Linked DNA regions of Mus musculus: regions 2 and 3 are each linked to region 1. A link is a contact called in public Hi-C and promoter capture Hi-C data. All regions are on one chromosome and are shown on one strand. Each heading gives the region's core, a stretch centred on a gene start, on an enhancer-like site or on the middle of the called end of the contact. The rest is flanking DNA. Distances are from core to core; before and after follow the strand shown. Region 1 holds the start of Wnt2 (wingless-type MMTV integration site family, member 2). Region 2 overlaps St7 (suppression of tumorigenicity 7). Region 3 holds the start of Cftr (cystic fibrosis transmembrane conductance regulator).

Region 1 (5,058 bases), core at 981-3,480:
TGGAATCACAGATCTGGAAGAGACCAGTCATCTGGTTCAGACTGCCTCCAGACAGGTCAGAAGGGGTGTTTGGGTGGGCCTTTTTGCACATCTGGGTTTAGCCTTTCTTGAACTTTTTTAGCCTTTTGCCTTTGACCAAAACTGATCTGTACTCAGCAAGGCATGTGGCGCTTCCTCGTGAAGCTCTTTGGGGAGGATTTAATTGGCTCTAAGAATGGTCCATCCCTTTTCTAGGAGGCCTGTTTCAGGTTTAGGTCATTCCATTGGCCTCACCATCCACGGAAGGGCAGGTCTCCTGGCCATATAATTCCCTGGGCGGAGAGGAAGGGATCCTAAACTATGGTCACACTCTATGTGTTTCTAACAGCCCTTGAGCTGTGAGGACAGGACGTGCTGGAACGGGTGGGACTTGTGAGCTGGAGTTTCAAAGTTTTCATTGTCCACGGTTGAAGCCTGTAACCTGTCTACCTTCCCCTAAAATCGCATCTAGTGCCTGGTTTCAGTTACTGCTAGAAGTGAAACTTCAGGACTTCAACAAACTTAGAATGGCGGCAGCGGGTGAAGATAAATTTTAGCTCTTTCCTCTGCTTCCTTCGGGAAGAAGCTGGTGACCATAAATTGAGGTGCAGGAGGTAATGCTGTTGGGAGCGATCCCGGCCCTCCCCAGTCAGCGCGCGCTCCTTCTCAGAGCCTAGCTCACCCCCTCCCTCGCCCAGCGAAGACGAAGCAGAACTTCCCCTGGGTCGCAGCCCAGTGATATGGAGCAGCTCTGGCGCGGAGCCCTGCTCTTCCCGAGTCGTGGGTGGCGCGGTGCTTGTTTCCCTCTCCTCCCTTTCCGGACCCAAAAGGGGATGTATCTGGGTCAGCCTGGGAGGGGCCGGACCTGCCATGGACAGAGAGGGGGAAGGGGGTGGCGATGACAGCATCTTTCAGGTTTTTGGCATCTGTGGGCTGTGCCTCGTCCAGCCTCTCACCGCTTGCTTGCTCGGTGCTGGGCCATAGCTGACGTTCTGGCGAATCCTGGCCCAAGAGGTGGAAGATGCGGATGGGGTGGGGAGTACCGTTATCCTTCCTATCCGCGTGCCTGCTCGATATACAATGACCATACAACCCCTTCATACTCCCCATTCCCCCGGGCACGCTCCTGGGTAGTGGTGGTGGCGGTGGGGCCCCCGCCCCAGGAAAAGAGCAATGGAACAGTTCAAGGTCGCTGTAAGTTCCTGGTCTGTCCTTTCCGGTGATAAACCACAAGGCTTCAAGCCAGTTGCTGTTCAAGATGCTCCACCCTTGGGCCCAAGCCCCATCTCTACTCTGTAGGGACCCAGGTCCGAGGTCCCGCGTCACTGTATTTTCACTGTACTTCAGCCAGACGCACAGGTTGGACACCCTGCCTGGAGAGATGCAGTCCAAGCCAGGGAGCAGATAGATACCTGGCTGCCTAGGAGCCCCTCTGTCATCTATTGCACTCCCTCAACAGCATAAGGAGGAGCTGTGTGTGCGTAAAAGCCACATCTTCCCAAGGGCGCTTAGACTGAAACTGTTGCTTGAGATCTCCTGGGTCCCAGCCCCTCTCCCCTACTCCCTTCATGTATGGCACACAGGATCGGGGCCATAGGTCTTCATTTTCGGGGCCTAGGCTTTCCTTCTCAACCTGGTCAGACACTGGGTGGTCAGACATGGCAGGTCCCAATTCCCATGAGTATCTATCTCCCAGTGCTCAAAGCAATGAGTTGGAAATCATTTTTGTTTTCTTTTATCCTATGGGCAATTATCTCCTCACCCCTCCCATCCCTTACACACGATCTTGCTCGAACCTCAGTTTAGCAGAAACTCTTAGCCTTGACAAAGTGGAGCCTAGGTTCTGGTGGTGGCCCTAACATACTGTGTATCATTGGCTAGGAACTTCCCAAAAGGTGCTTTTGCCTCTATGTTGCTCCGGGCCACTCCGAGGTTTGTTCACCTCCTCTGCCCCTCCTCACCCGGAGATAGCTCTTGCCATCGTTTCTTCCACTCCTCAATAAAACCCAGTGCCCCCTACGCCCCCGCCCGGCGTAGGCGCCCCCTTCTTTAGCTGCGCCTGGAGGGGAACGGAAAGGACAGGGTGCGCGGGAGGCAAGCAGAGCTCGGGGCTGCCTGCGCTCGCAGTGCTTGGGGAATTGGCTGTGGGCGAGGCGGCCCCGGGCTGCCCTTTATCGCTCGCTGGGCTCGTCTTTTGAAACTTTATCAGTGAGTCTCACCACTAGCCGCAGACGCGAGCGGCGGGGGGGCGGGGGCGCAGAGGCGCCGGCAGCCGTGACGAGGCGCTCCCGGAGCTGAGCGCTTCTGCTCCGGGCACGCATGGCGCCCGCACACGGAGTCTGACCTGATGTAGACGCAAGGGGGTTAATATGAACGTCCCTCTCGGTGGAATCTGGCTCTGGCTCCCTCTGCTCTTGACCTGGCTCACCCCTGAGGTCAGCTCTTCATGGTGGTAAGTCCCCGCATATGGGCGCGGTGCTGATGGATTTTTGGAGATGGGAGTGGGGACCCTACTGGTCGTAGAGACCCTCCCTGGCTGATTCCCAGTCCCGGCAGTTGTGGATTCTGAAACAACCATGTCTTAGCACAGCATCCTAAGCTGAACCCCTTTGCTTTTCTCAAAAACCCATTTTAGCTTTGACAACTCCAAAACAATTCACATGCCCCACAAATGAGGGATTTAATGTTCGCTTGTTTGGAGCCAGCTGAGTGACAGCAAAAGCAGCCAATACCTTATTCCACTGAGAAATGTGCTAGCCTGAGCTGTAACTTCTAGCAGTGTGTGTGTGTGTGTGTGTGTGTGTGTGTGTGTGTGTGTGTGTGAATTCACCTTGAAAACTACAACTGCCTCCCCCCACACCCACGACTTCAAAAACTGCCTCAAGAGAGCTCAGTCCAGGCTGTTGGAGTTGTAGAACCTTAAGCCTGTGATTTTGTATTCTTTCCTGGCCTTCCGCATTCCTCGTGCTTCACCCTAGTGAAGCAGCCTCCAGGTAGAGACTATTGCCTAGATGCAAAACTACTGGGACTGAGGTGCCCATTATGCTACCCTGCTCAAAACTGTCTCCCTAAAGTGTAACTGCTGCTGTCTCAATAGGCGGATATGTGATTTACTATGCGTACACTCTGCCAATCTAGAAATCGCCTCCATCTCTCAACTTTCTGACCTGGAAAAGAGATGGAGTTCTGAGCTCTGAAACTTTCTTGTACATAAAGTTCCAGATCAGATATTAAAGTATTCTGATAACAATTCAGAAAGATTGGCCACACACACACACACACATACACACACGCTCGCGCGCGCGTGCTTTTGTGTTTGACAACGGTAAGGATCTTAACCAAATACAGTACAGGACAAAATCAATGGACTATTTAGATTCCAGAATGCCTGAGAGGAACAGGGAAGCACTGATGGTAAGAGGGGGTGGGGGGTCAGCTCCTTTCTAAGATCTTTGAACATGAAGGCCTTTAGGCTTCACCTTGCTGACACAGGATCAAAGACTGATTTATCAGACTGATCATTTTTTTCAATAAAATGATTATTTCTGTTTCCATGTGTGTATAAACATTATTTACCGCTGGGCATTTTGTCACACTGTCTCTCAGCTGTCACTTAAATATATTTTTTTGAGTCACAGCTGCAATGATTTTATGATTATATAAAATAATGGGAATGCAAAAAAAAGATATATTCCTTATTTGGCCACTTTCAAAAGATACCTATGGCAACTTGGGTTGTATAAAAGGTGCCTTTCTAAACCTCTCACCACGAATGGAGAACATCTGCCTAGAGATGATAATGTGATTTTTTTTGTTAAAGTTTCTTTTCAAAAAATACTTTATGGAGCTATAATGCTGATTTTTTTTCAAATATTTAGTGCTGGTGATAACAATAGAAAAGATATTTTCTCCCCAAAAGTTTCTATAAATGCCAAAAAAAAAAGAGCCAGAAAAGGAAACCATTTTGAGGATTTTTTTTTTAATATGGAAAAGATATTATGTTTGTAAGAAGACTGTAGCATTAGATCCCAGCAGGTGCTAAGAGGATACATGCTGGCAGGTTTTGAAGACATTTAGGATCAACAAATGGGAGTGAGGAACTTCTAAAGATCAGCTTCCCCCAAAGCCAAAGACAGACATATGGCAACGTCTTTGAAATTCTCTCTGTGTTCTCCCTAACACAGAGAGATGTGTTGCCCCACCCCCTTCAAGCCCCCATCTTCACAATGCTACTGCCTCTGCCTCCCTGTCCAAGGCTTCATTTGGTGGCCCCAGCTCTGGGAGATAATCATCCACTGTATTGGAGGGTAGCTTTGACCCCGTCATTGGCCGTGCTCCCCTTGCCTGTTTCTTCACTGAATGACAATCAAATAACCCCTGCCTTTTAATGTTACCAGGGAATAAGCAATTCATCCTCAAATAGTGCTGCAGGGCTAGTCTCCCAGGGAGCATCACGTCTGGCCTGTCTGTTAACATCAACTTTGCCTTCCTGTTGGTCTCTTCCAGGTACATGAGAGCTACAGGTGGCTCCTCCAGGGTGATGTGTGACAATGTGCCAGGCCTGGTGAGCCGGCAGCGTCAGCTGTGCCACCGACACCCAGATGTGATGCGTGCCATTGGCCTGGGTGTGGCTGAGTGGACTGCAGAGTGCCAACACCAGTTCCGCCAGCATCGCTGGAACTGCAACACCCTGGACAGAGATCACAGCCTCTTTGGCCGGGTCCTCCTCCGAAGTGAGTCTCCTTCTCCTGGCCCTCCCTGCACCTGTACTCAAAGCCCCCCCCCCTCCCCGCTCATTCTTAATGGCACTCTGTTCAGTATTTTCCATAGAATGTAAATTCCACAAGGGCAGGGACTAGCCTGTACTATTTGCACTCTGATTGGTGCCCGTGTGTTGTAGGTCCCATTCATTTGTTACGAAGACTGACTAGGTAAACTTGTAGTGAGAACCTATTATTGTTTTTCCAGCTACATTTTAGGCAATAAAAATATTTATGAAAGAGGACTAACGATTTTAAATATGGAGATTTCTACTTCTCT
Region 2 (5,058 bases), core at 1,375-3,874, 170 kb after region 1:
AATAAATCTTTAAAAAGTATCAGTTTTAATTTTTAAAAGTTGGTAAATATGAAAAATAAGCTTATACATATAAAATTTTGTGGTTTGAAATAATTTTAAAGGGACCCTGGGCCTATAGAGTTTTAGAGCTATTAACTTATAGTAACACCAATTTATAATTGAAAATTTGAATCATATTATATACAACTTTTCTTCACATAATGACATAGCTTTAAGATGATGATAAGGATGGAAATAAAAAATTCTTATTCATCATACTGTCCTCTGACAAATACTTTGGATCGATCTATTCATTGAATACTTTTACTCTGAGCATTTTTGATGTAAGCAGACTGCAGACTGTACTCTTTGGAGCGCTTACCAGATATGACCTCGAAAAAACACTTCCTAGAACACAGTGAACAGCACAAAATTGTTGGTCAGTAGTTAGATGGTACTTAAGACTCTGAGACTAAATGTTGTCACCCAGGATTGGCTAATTGGGAAGATGAAATCTTTTGATGTTAAGAACAGTGAGTGGAAGAATATCATGAGATAGACATAAAATACCTCTTCTACTCACATGTTGAAGGCCTAGCCACCAACACAACATTCGTTGGTGGGGGTTACTGGGGAAGTGAATGGATCATGAGGGCTTTGGTATAGTCAATGGATTCATACATGCATAATTCAATGTATAACTGAATGGATTATTGGGAAATGGTGGAAACTGTGGCAGTTAAGGCAGACTGGATCATTCACTGTATGCTTTTGAAGGCTCTATCTTAACCCTGGCCTTCACCCATCCTCCTCTTCTTCCTGACTGCCAAAACTTGGGTATATCCTTCTACCATAATGAATTGCCTTAAGCACGACCCAGAAACCATGCAGCCATGTGAATCTGAACTGACACCTTTAAAACTGTGAGTCAGCAAAAATTTTACTCTCTTTTCCTATCTCACGTATTTGTCGCTGTGACTAGACACTAACACAGAATGGTTTTCTAAAATTGAGGACATGTTTCCGAAGGCTATGACATCTGTGTCAACTGGGAGGACAGGAAACAAAAAGAAAAGTAATACTGTAGAAACAGTAAAATACAACAATTGAAGGAAATGGCTGAGACTTAAGGAAAACTACAGAGAGCAGGCCAAACACGTGGCATTTTAGAAGGGCTCCAGACTCTGGGAAAGACGACAAACACTGATCTGAAGGCAGCACAAGAAGCAAAGACGGCCACTACTCTTCACTGGTCTTTTACCTGGACATCAGCAAAAGGTCCAGCTTAGGTTATTCTTCCTACCCTTGATACCCCACAAAATTCCATCTGGGCAAAGCAGCCCTGCAGCCAAAGCTAGTAAAGTCTAGGGGTACTCTGGAGACCTGTGCCCAAAAAGAGTTCAGGCTACAAATGAAGCATACATAAAGTCTTTGCAGAAACAGATCTCCTTAGTTGCAGGAGCTCTAGTCTGGTACTCCTTAACGAGAAATGATTCTCCACTATTAATATCACCACTGCAACCTAGTGTATTTGGGAATGTCTGTAGACAACTGAAGACTGATGGGACATAGGTCGCTACAATACACAGGCCAGTCTGCCTCATCCTACAGGACAGCTTCTCATAACAGATGAATATATGACTCAGAATGTTCACAGAGCTGAGATCTGCAAAACCTGCTCTGAACAGATGATCACAGAAGCTTTTAGGTTCTGTTGGAGAGACAGACTAGTCCATCTTTATGGTTTATTCATATATATAACTTGAGAAGTATGACTAAGGAGTAAGAAGACATCTGCCTTGTGAATTCCATTTCAAATACATTCAAATAGGACCAAGGTAAGACAAATACATAGCTGTTACAAGGAGAAAGAAAAAGACAAAGCAGTGTTGCATACCAAACACCAATGATAAGAACCAAGACAATGGCTTTCCCTTGCATTTAAGACTGGAGAATGTGCAACTCCATTCATTCTGAATAGTCACCACATTGCAGCAAAGCTCCATGGCCAACATGGTCCCTTGGCTCTACCGACTTCCAAAACACGCCTTTTGCACTAAGGCGCTCCTATATGATTATTTGCAAAAGAGTTCTATGTAAACGGAGCTAATGCTCTAATAAAACAAAACGAAACAAACAAAACGAAACAAAACAAAAACCCTGAAACTGAAGTAGTTAACATGTTGTTCTAAGGATGGAGACGTTATTAATCTTGACAAGGGAGGGTCAAATGTACATTTACTTCATCAGTATTTCATGACAAAAATCCACTGTTTTATTTGAACAATTATATAATCTTGAGTCATGGAAACAAAAGGAATTCTCTTTAGCTACCTTCCCAGAAATCCTGTTGTTCTTTCAATGAGAGCACAGCAAGGTAACAGTTTGTGCTCCTTAAGGCTTCTCCAGAAAAACTTCTTTAAATGGTCCTGCTTCCAATGTAGATGGCAGTCTAACTCTGCCATTCCACTTTAAAATCTGCTCAAGGAAAATTTAAACTCATGCATATGGAGAATAGATAGTTATGTCTCATTGAATTAGTAGATCCTCCTGCCTTTATCAGAAGGCTTCCTGGAACCCAGTGTGCTATTCTCTCAGAGGAAATGTTCTGGAGAGACAGTTTATACACATGCTGTTAAAGCAGTTACCTCTTGAAGAAGTATGACTCACTCATCCAAGTGGAGTGAGGCAAGTCAGCCTGGGACAACCCTGTGCTACAGCCCAGCAGCGTTAACAAAAGGAGAGGCATCAACCTCTGTGTTCTGTATGGCATGCTAGGGCACTTATGAAGTTTCTGAAACATCACTTTCAATATTCCCCTTTAAAGCATATCTATCCCAAGACTGGCACTGCTCCTCATACGAATATGGTCAGAGATTCTATTGATGGATACTCCATAGCCTCTGAGGTGATGTGTATTGGTATTTTAAGAAATGAAAGATTGTTTTGATCTGTAATATAAAAGTCATACCTATGTATATGCAAATAAATATTCATATAATATGTAGATATATAGAGATATGTAAATAGAACCCAAAATAGATTATTTGATTGACTTATTCACTTGAGAAAACGAAATTGATTTGATGTAATGACGGATCAATTTCTCTAATCTATTTAGCAAACAGTGAAGGCATGAAATGTCATGCTCTACCTAGCAAATATGCATAGTTCTATGACAATTTCTAAAAATGAATGCTTAAGTTTTAATTTAAAAATAAAATTGGAATTATCTCAAGATGTCCTTCAAGACAACTGGCAAGAAAATCATCTGCATAACTTAAGTAATGGAAAATATGAAGAAACTATAAGCATGCAAATTGCATGCCAAGTGTGCTTGCCTTGTTTAATGAATCTCCTCACCAAGCAGAGGTTTCCTAATGGTGGGAAGCATTATTCCCTGCAAATGGAAGTTTAAGTGAGGAACCCACAGAAAAAATTGAGCTTCCTTGAGTCCAGGGCATGGCAAAGGCAGAGCCATGCCTCTTGACTGCTTGCTAGTGTCTCTCCCCCTGCATCCTAGACTTCCTCTCTAAACTTATATTTGGGCTTGATCAGTAAGTAGAATTGTAGATCGTAAGTAATATTGAGCCAAAAGACAACCATACTATATACATGGTGGATATATTGATTTTAAGCATAAGAAAATAAGCAGAAAAAGACCAAGGGAAACTATTGAATTAAAATAGCTAGAATTTGCTTTTGCTATGGAAATGACTAAGTACATTTTAAGATGTTCCTCTGTGTATTATACCTGCTCCAGGTTAATTAAGGGTAAGAATAAGAGATAAGCAGAAGGAAGGGGAGGAGGAGAAGGAAGAAGAGGAGGAGGAAGAAGAGGAGGAGGAGATGATGGCAGTGACAATAAGAACAAAGGTAAAGGATTAATATGACTGGATGATGTTAAGATGGAGAAAGAAACACTCTCTCACTCCATCCTTTGTTAAGGTCCCAGCTCTGTTCAGCCACAGAAACTGGTAGAGTTTCTTTGTTGTATAAGGTGATGAAACTTCTAGAAGCTGAAAAGTTTTAAGAACAATTTATGTCTCCTCAGAAACCTCCTTTTCTTAAAGTTAGCTCTTATGTGATATAATGAATATGTTTTAAATTTTCTCTTCAATTAAAAGAATTTCATCCTGGGTGAGCTCATATCGCTTTCTTTCTTTTTTTTTATTAGGTATTTTCCTCATTTACATTTCCAATGCTATCCCAAAAGTCCCCCATGCCCACCCCCCACTCCCCTACCCACCCACTCCCCCTTTTTGGCTCTGGCCTTCCTCTGTACTGGGGCATATAAAGTTTGCAAGTCCAATGGGCCTCTCTTTCCAGTGATGGCCAACTAGGCCATCTTTTGATACATATGCAGCTAGAGTCAAGAGCTCCAGGGTACTGGTTAGTTCAAAACGTTGTTCCACCCATAGGGTTGCAGATCCCTTCAGCTCCTTGGGTATTTTCTCTAGCTCCTCCATTGGGGGCCCTGTGATCCATCCAATAGCTGACTGTGAGCATTCACTTCTGTGTTTGCTAGGCCCCGGCATAGTCTCACTAGAGACAGCTATATCAGGGTCCCATCAGCAAAAGCTTGCTAGTGTATGCAATGGTGTCAGCATTTGGAGGCTGATTATGGGATGGATCCCTGGATATGGCAGTCTCTAGATGGTCCATCCTTTTGTCTCAGCTCCAAACTTTGTCTCTGTAACTCCTTCCATGGGTGTTTTGTTCCCAATTCTAAAAAGGGGCAAAGTATCCACACTTTGGTCTTCGTTCTTCTTGAGTTGCATGTGTTTTGCAAATTGTAACTTATATCTTGTGTATTCTAAGTTTCTGGCCTTTCTCTACACAAAGAATAAACAGGCTGAGACATAAATTAGGGAAACAACACCCTTCTCAATAGTCACAAATAGTATAAAATACCTTGGCGTGACTCTAACTAAGGAAGTGAAAGATCTGTATGATAAGAACTTCAAGTCTCTGAAGAAAGAAATTAAAGAAGATCTCAGAAGATGGAAAGATCTCCCATGCTCATGGATTGGCAGGATCAACATTGTAAAAATGGCTATCTTGCCAAAAGCAATCTAC
Region 3 (5,058 bases), core at 1,851-4,350, 140 kb before region 1:
TCAGTATATCAAAAGTGGCCTTCAGATTTGGATAACCTTAAGTTTTGTCAAGTATAATCTCTGTAATATGGATCACAAACAGAATGGAAATGTTGCTACCCAATTTCTTGGGACTGTTCATAACCCAGTCAGAGAAGAACTTCACATGAATGAAGAACCGAGCTCAATCCCAAGCTCCTAGGTGAAAAGGCGGGCAGAGTGACACAAGATTGTAATCCCAGTGCTGAGAAGGTAGAGTCAGGGAAAGCCCTTGGGTTCACTGGCAAGTCTGTCTAACATAACTGGTGAGATTCAGGCCAATGAGAGACATGACTCAAGAGATGATAGCTTATACTGCACTCTATGGTCATACAAACATGCATACGCGCACATACACACACACACACACACTAACAGGTACACGTTAGGCATAATCTTTTTTCTTAAATCTCTATGAAAGTGTAAAGTTCAAACATTTCTACAAATCAAAGGTTTTTAGGAATTAATTCCACTAATATGTCAATCATAAATTCTGTATAAATATATCACCACTTGTTTTGAAACAACTTATTTCATAAATGTTATCATTACACCTTCAAGTTAATGCATTTATTTTCCATGAAAGTAAAAAAAATTACTTGAAATTTTCATGGTAAAATTATCTTCTGTGTTAGACCAATTCCAATGTCTTTCCATTTTTTTACTTACTGAAAACTTAAAAAAATAAAAAGTACTTAAATTATTATTAAACTTGTTTTGGTTTCTCAGTAACATAATCTAAATAATTAAAATGTTAATTAATATAATCCAAAACCAAGACCATAATAGTAGACACATAGAAGTCAGCTTTTAGGAGTCTTTTATAACCCTAAGCTTGATGGGATAGGTTAAATTCTAAGGCACTGAAGGAGATCTGATGTAAGAGCATGGCTTTCATCTAAGTATCTAACAAGCCCATGCTACGTGAGGCTATCTATCCCCTATGCTAACTTCTCAAGCAAATGGCATAGATACAGGCTATAGTCACAAAAGTGCACCCAGCAGAAATAAACTCACTGTCCTTTACAGTGAGGATCCCAGCACTTCGAGGAATGTAAACATGTAAACAACAGTAAGGGCAGCTAACATGTCCTCAAAGCACAGCATATATTCCTCAACAGACTAACCCATTACATTATGTGTCACACTGACAGACTCCAAGTTGTAGCACTGAAGTCATGCAGAGACACCAAAGGGCTTGCCTACTAAGCAGTAGATCTGCAGCCTGAGTCCAGGCCATGGGAATCCAGGGCCCACTGCCCTGGTCACTAGGCGGCACTGCCTAGTCCAGTGGAGAAAAGGGTTTTACTCTTTGAAAATTAAAGTCCAGAAGGAAGTTTATAATCACTGACTAGTACTTAGCTAAATGTCAGTTCCTATAAATAGTAGGAACTAAACTCTTAAAAACACACCTATTCTTAAAGCAACTGATTATGAAATCATTTGGAGGGCAGAAATGAGTATGTTCTTAACAAATTTCACAGCCATTATAATACATTTCCTTTCCAAATCAGCCTAAGAACATTTGTAAAGCACACTACAATTTATTAGGTGGGTTATAAAAACGGGAAATTTTTGAAACACTTTGATAAGTGAAAAATTTTGAAGTTTCTTACTACTTAGTGGGAAAACCACACAAGAGATATTCATTCTCCTGAAAACTTGCCTTTACAGACACATTGACATTTAGGTTCCTCAATAGGCTTTCATAAAAGCCTCACATGTATGTCAAGTGACATTCTGATTTTGTAAGTAATAAGAAAATAGATCCAGACCGATAAGCTAGATTTATAGATGAAGTAACAAAAGGCACCACAAATATTCATTCTAAAGAAGAAAGCCCTTCCTTCTCTCCCAACCACCGGGGGGAGCTCTCCTGCAGAAGCACTTGTCTTTCCTCAGCCTTGAGCTCTAGACCGGCTGAAAAAGGAACATCAGGAAGACTAAGGCTGAGCCTTGCCCCCTACCCACAGCATAGGGCAGGTTGAGAACATATTCGACACTTATGATACTTCAGTGTGCTGACTCATTGGTGTGTGTGTGGGGGGGGGGGGGTGAGTCAGCTGAGGACCCATGAGCGCTGCTCTTTTCATTCATTCACACTACAGGATCAGAGCAGACGAAGCTCCACGGAGCACTTCAAATACAAAGCGCTTAATTCTTGCCTAGGTCTTCCAACTTAAATTCTAATTTAAAAATCCTATTAGATTGAGGGTTTGGTTTTTTGACAATGTAGGATAAGAGAACAATGTCCTAATTGTCAATTGAATATAGCTTCAGTGGCTAAAACTCTAGTTTCATATCCCCATGGTAACTCACTTTTTTAATGCATTGCTTATATTATTTCTTTTTAAAGTTAGATATTTTAACTGACTTGCTCATTTTTAAAAAGAATAATGTAACTGTGATGAGCATGTTAGACTTACTCAATATTACAACGGCAAAAAGTAAATACAATATAATTCCTGGACTTTTAAAAAAATTCAGTCAACAAATGTTTTCAGAGCACCTATTACACAGGCACTGCACTTGCGGTCAGCTTTTCTTGGAGAAAATAACAGACCAATCTTAGGAATGTTCTATTAAGTACACTTATGAAGTATAACTTTTTTCAGGAAATTAAAAAAATATATATCTATTGCTCCGTAGCATATTTGGCTGTTGCAAGTCTGATTCACAGTTGCAAGTATATTTTGTTCTCTATTCAATCAGCTTCATTTTATTGTACAAAAATGCTTATTTCCTTTAAAGCACTGAATGACAACACACCTTTTAAAACAAAACAAACACAACAAAAATCTCTTCCTGTTTTCCCAAAGTCTGCCCATATTCATTCCCTTCTCCTGCATAGGCACATGTGTCCGTGCAAAGATCCGCTGAGTACCCTCTCACCTGAAGAAGAGTTTGGAGATAAAGCTGGCTTTCTCCAAAGGCGACTTCTGCATGATGTCTCCGTGAGGCAATGAGGTCTGTGTTCGGCTAAATTCAGGTTGGACTCGACATCTGGATATCCAGGACCAGGTCAATGCTTTTGGCTCGTCCCTTTTACTCAGACCTGAGGTGATGTCATTTGCTTCCAATTCCCCCCACCCACTCGGGTCCCACACACCTCCCCTTCCTCAGCCTTCTTCCCCACGCCTCCGCCGCCCAGGTTAAAGCCAGCGCTGCCTAGCCCAGCCTCACAGTCGCTGCTCTCCACGCCCCGCGCCCGCGCCCGCCCCGCGCGCTCCTTGCGCTCCTTCCTCCAGCGCGCCCCGCGCCCGCCCGCCCGCCCGCCGGCGCCACCTTTTCCCTGGCCCTCGGCCTTAGCGCCCGCCCTCCAGATCCCCCCGCGTGCCTACCTTCAGGCAGCCACAGCAACACCGGCTCAGACTGCGGGCCCGACCCTGGGCCCGGGTAAACCGTGGCCAATCTGCGGGACTTAGAACCCTTTTTTCGTGGAAATAAAGACCACTCACTGATCTCCTTGGCTTCCTGGAACCTTTCTCTTCCTTCTCCCTTTCCCTCTCCCTCGTCCTCTCCCCCTTCCTCTTCTCCTCTTTCTCCTTTATCTCTTTCTCCCCCGTCTGTTCCTCTCTCTTTTCTTCCCATTCCTCCCCTGCCTTCATCTCTTTCCTCTTCATCTCTTCCTCTTCCTCCTCCACCTTCATCTCTTTCTCCTTCATTTCGCTCTCCTCTTTCCTCTCTTTCTTCCTCTTTTCTTCCCCTTCCTCTTTCCCTTTCACTCCTCTCTCCTCGTTTTTCTTCTCTTTCACTCCCTCTTTCTCCTGTCTCCTTAGCTCCTGGCTTAGTTACAGATAACTTTTCAAGATCCATTTTGAAAAGGAGATGAAAATGTGGCTCTTTTGTATCAAAGAACACTCAGGAAGCAGCAAGTTCCACAGTACTCTGAGGTGTCCACCTCAGTAAGCCCTTCAAGAGCTGGACAAGACCTAAGCTCTGTTGACTGAAGGCTCTAGAGTAGCCATAGTGGCACAAATACCTATGAGGTATATGTGTGTCATACACATATGTCACAATTCCCTGATATGTCATAATTACAGCAAAGGTCCTACCAAGGAAAGGGAAGCTACTACTTTCCCTTATGAGGTACATGTGTGTCGTACATATATGTCACAATGCCCTGCTGTGTCATAATTACAGCCAAAGTCCTCAAGGACAAAGAGAGCAAAGAGGGCCCTTTACCTCCGGGCCCTGCTCAGTGTGCAGTGTGGTATTTCATGTGTGTGTGCTAAAAAACAACAGGTGGACAGTCTAAACTAAATGACCCTCCTTTCCTTTCCCTAGTCTGCTAAGCAAAATATCTTGACTGAGACACTAAAAGGGCCTCTGAGTCACTGAAGCAAAAGTGTCCTAGTCACTCAAGCTCACAGAGAGAAAAACCTGAGTCTTTAGCTCCCTGGAGGCTTTGGAAGTTTCCCAAGCTGTGCACCTTCCTTCCAAGGTTTTTGGTGTGAGAAATGTGTGTCCAACACAAAACCCTGCTGGGTTGTAAAGAGTCAACACTTAAATATCTAAACCCTGTTTTGCCAAAGCAAGTTAAAATAGAGTTGAATTTTTTTTTTCTTTATTGAAAATTGAACGTTCTTTCTATCCCGGCAGTGGTGACGCACATTTTCAATCCCAGAACTCAACACTCAGGAGTCATAGGCAAGCAGATCTCTGAGTTCGAGGCCAGTCTGGTCTACAGAGCAAATTCCAGGACAACCATGGCAACACAAAGAAACTACGTCTTGAAAAACCAAAATCTGTCGCCATCTTGGTTCCGGGACTCAGCAGAACTTAGGAAATTAGTCTGAACAGGTTAGAGGGTGCGCCAGAGAACCTGACAGCTTCTGGGACGGGCAGAAGCACAGAGCCGCTGAGGCAGCAGCCTGGGCGGGCCGCAGACAACCGGCCACCATCCGGACCAGAGGACAGGTGTCCGCCTGGCTTGGGAGGCGACCTCAGCCTCAGCAGCAGCGGTCGCCATCTGGGTTCCGGGACTCCGCGGGACCTAGGAAATTAGTCTGAACAGGTTAGAGGGTGCACCAGAGAACC

Evidence for each region. Promoter capture Hi-C pulls out the DNA fragments that hold promoters and counts their contacts. A called contact is a pair of places that touch in the nucleus more often than the background predicts.
Region 2: a Hi-C map of cortical neurons shows a contact between it and region 1, with 2.7 times the contacts expected there. The contact joins the enhancer-like site here to the promoter of Wnt2 in region 1. A contact is called at or near these places in 2 of 39 promoter capture datasets (both in the 3T3-L1 cell line) and 4 of 484 Hi-C or Micro-C datasets (cerebral cortex, cortical neurons and forebrain).
Region 3: a contact with region 1 is called in a promoter capture Hi-C map of neural stem cells. The contact joins the promoter of Cftr here to the promoter of Wnt2 in region 1. A contact is called at or near these places in 1 of 39 promoter capture datasets (neural stem cells) and 1 of 9 other capture datasets (pancreatic islet).

The regions. Positions count from the first base shown.
Region 1 is chr6:18,027,617-18,032,674 of GRCm38.p6, reverse strand. Wnt2 (wingless-type MMTV integration site family, member 2) reads left to right here and starts at 2,230. Exons shown (of 5, transcript NM_023653.5): 1 at 2,230-2,470; 2 at 4,525-4,751. The coding sequence starts at 2,388.
Region 2 is chr6:17,857,282-17,862,339 of GRCm38.p6, reverse strand. The region is part of intron 9 of St7 (suppression of tumorigenicity 7); the gene reads right to left. Among named protein-coding and RNA genes, the nearest start is that of Gm52894, 19 kb to the right of the region's middle. Within about 2 kb of position 2,624, at least 8 of the 459 cell types and tissues checked have an H3K27ac peak or open chromatin away from gene starts, as enhancers often do. A contact at or near this core is called in cortical neurons, where this site is marked.
Region 3 is chr6:18,168,729-18,173,786 of GRCm38.p6, reverse strand. Cftr (cystic fibrosis transmembrane conductance regulator) reads right to left here and starts at 3,100. Exons shown (of 27, transcript NM_021050.2): 1 at 2,911-3,100. The coding sequence starts at 2,963. RefSeq lists silencers at 2,659-2,899, 3,449-3,819 and promoters at 2,949-3,182, 2,949-4,085.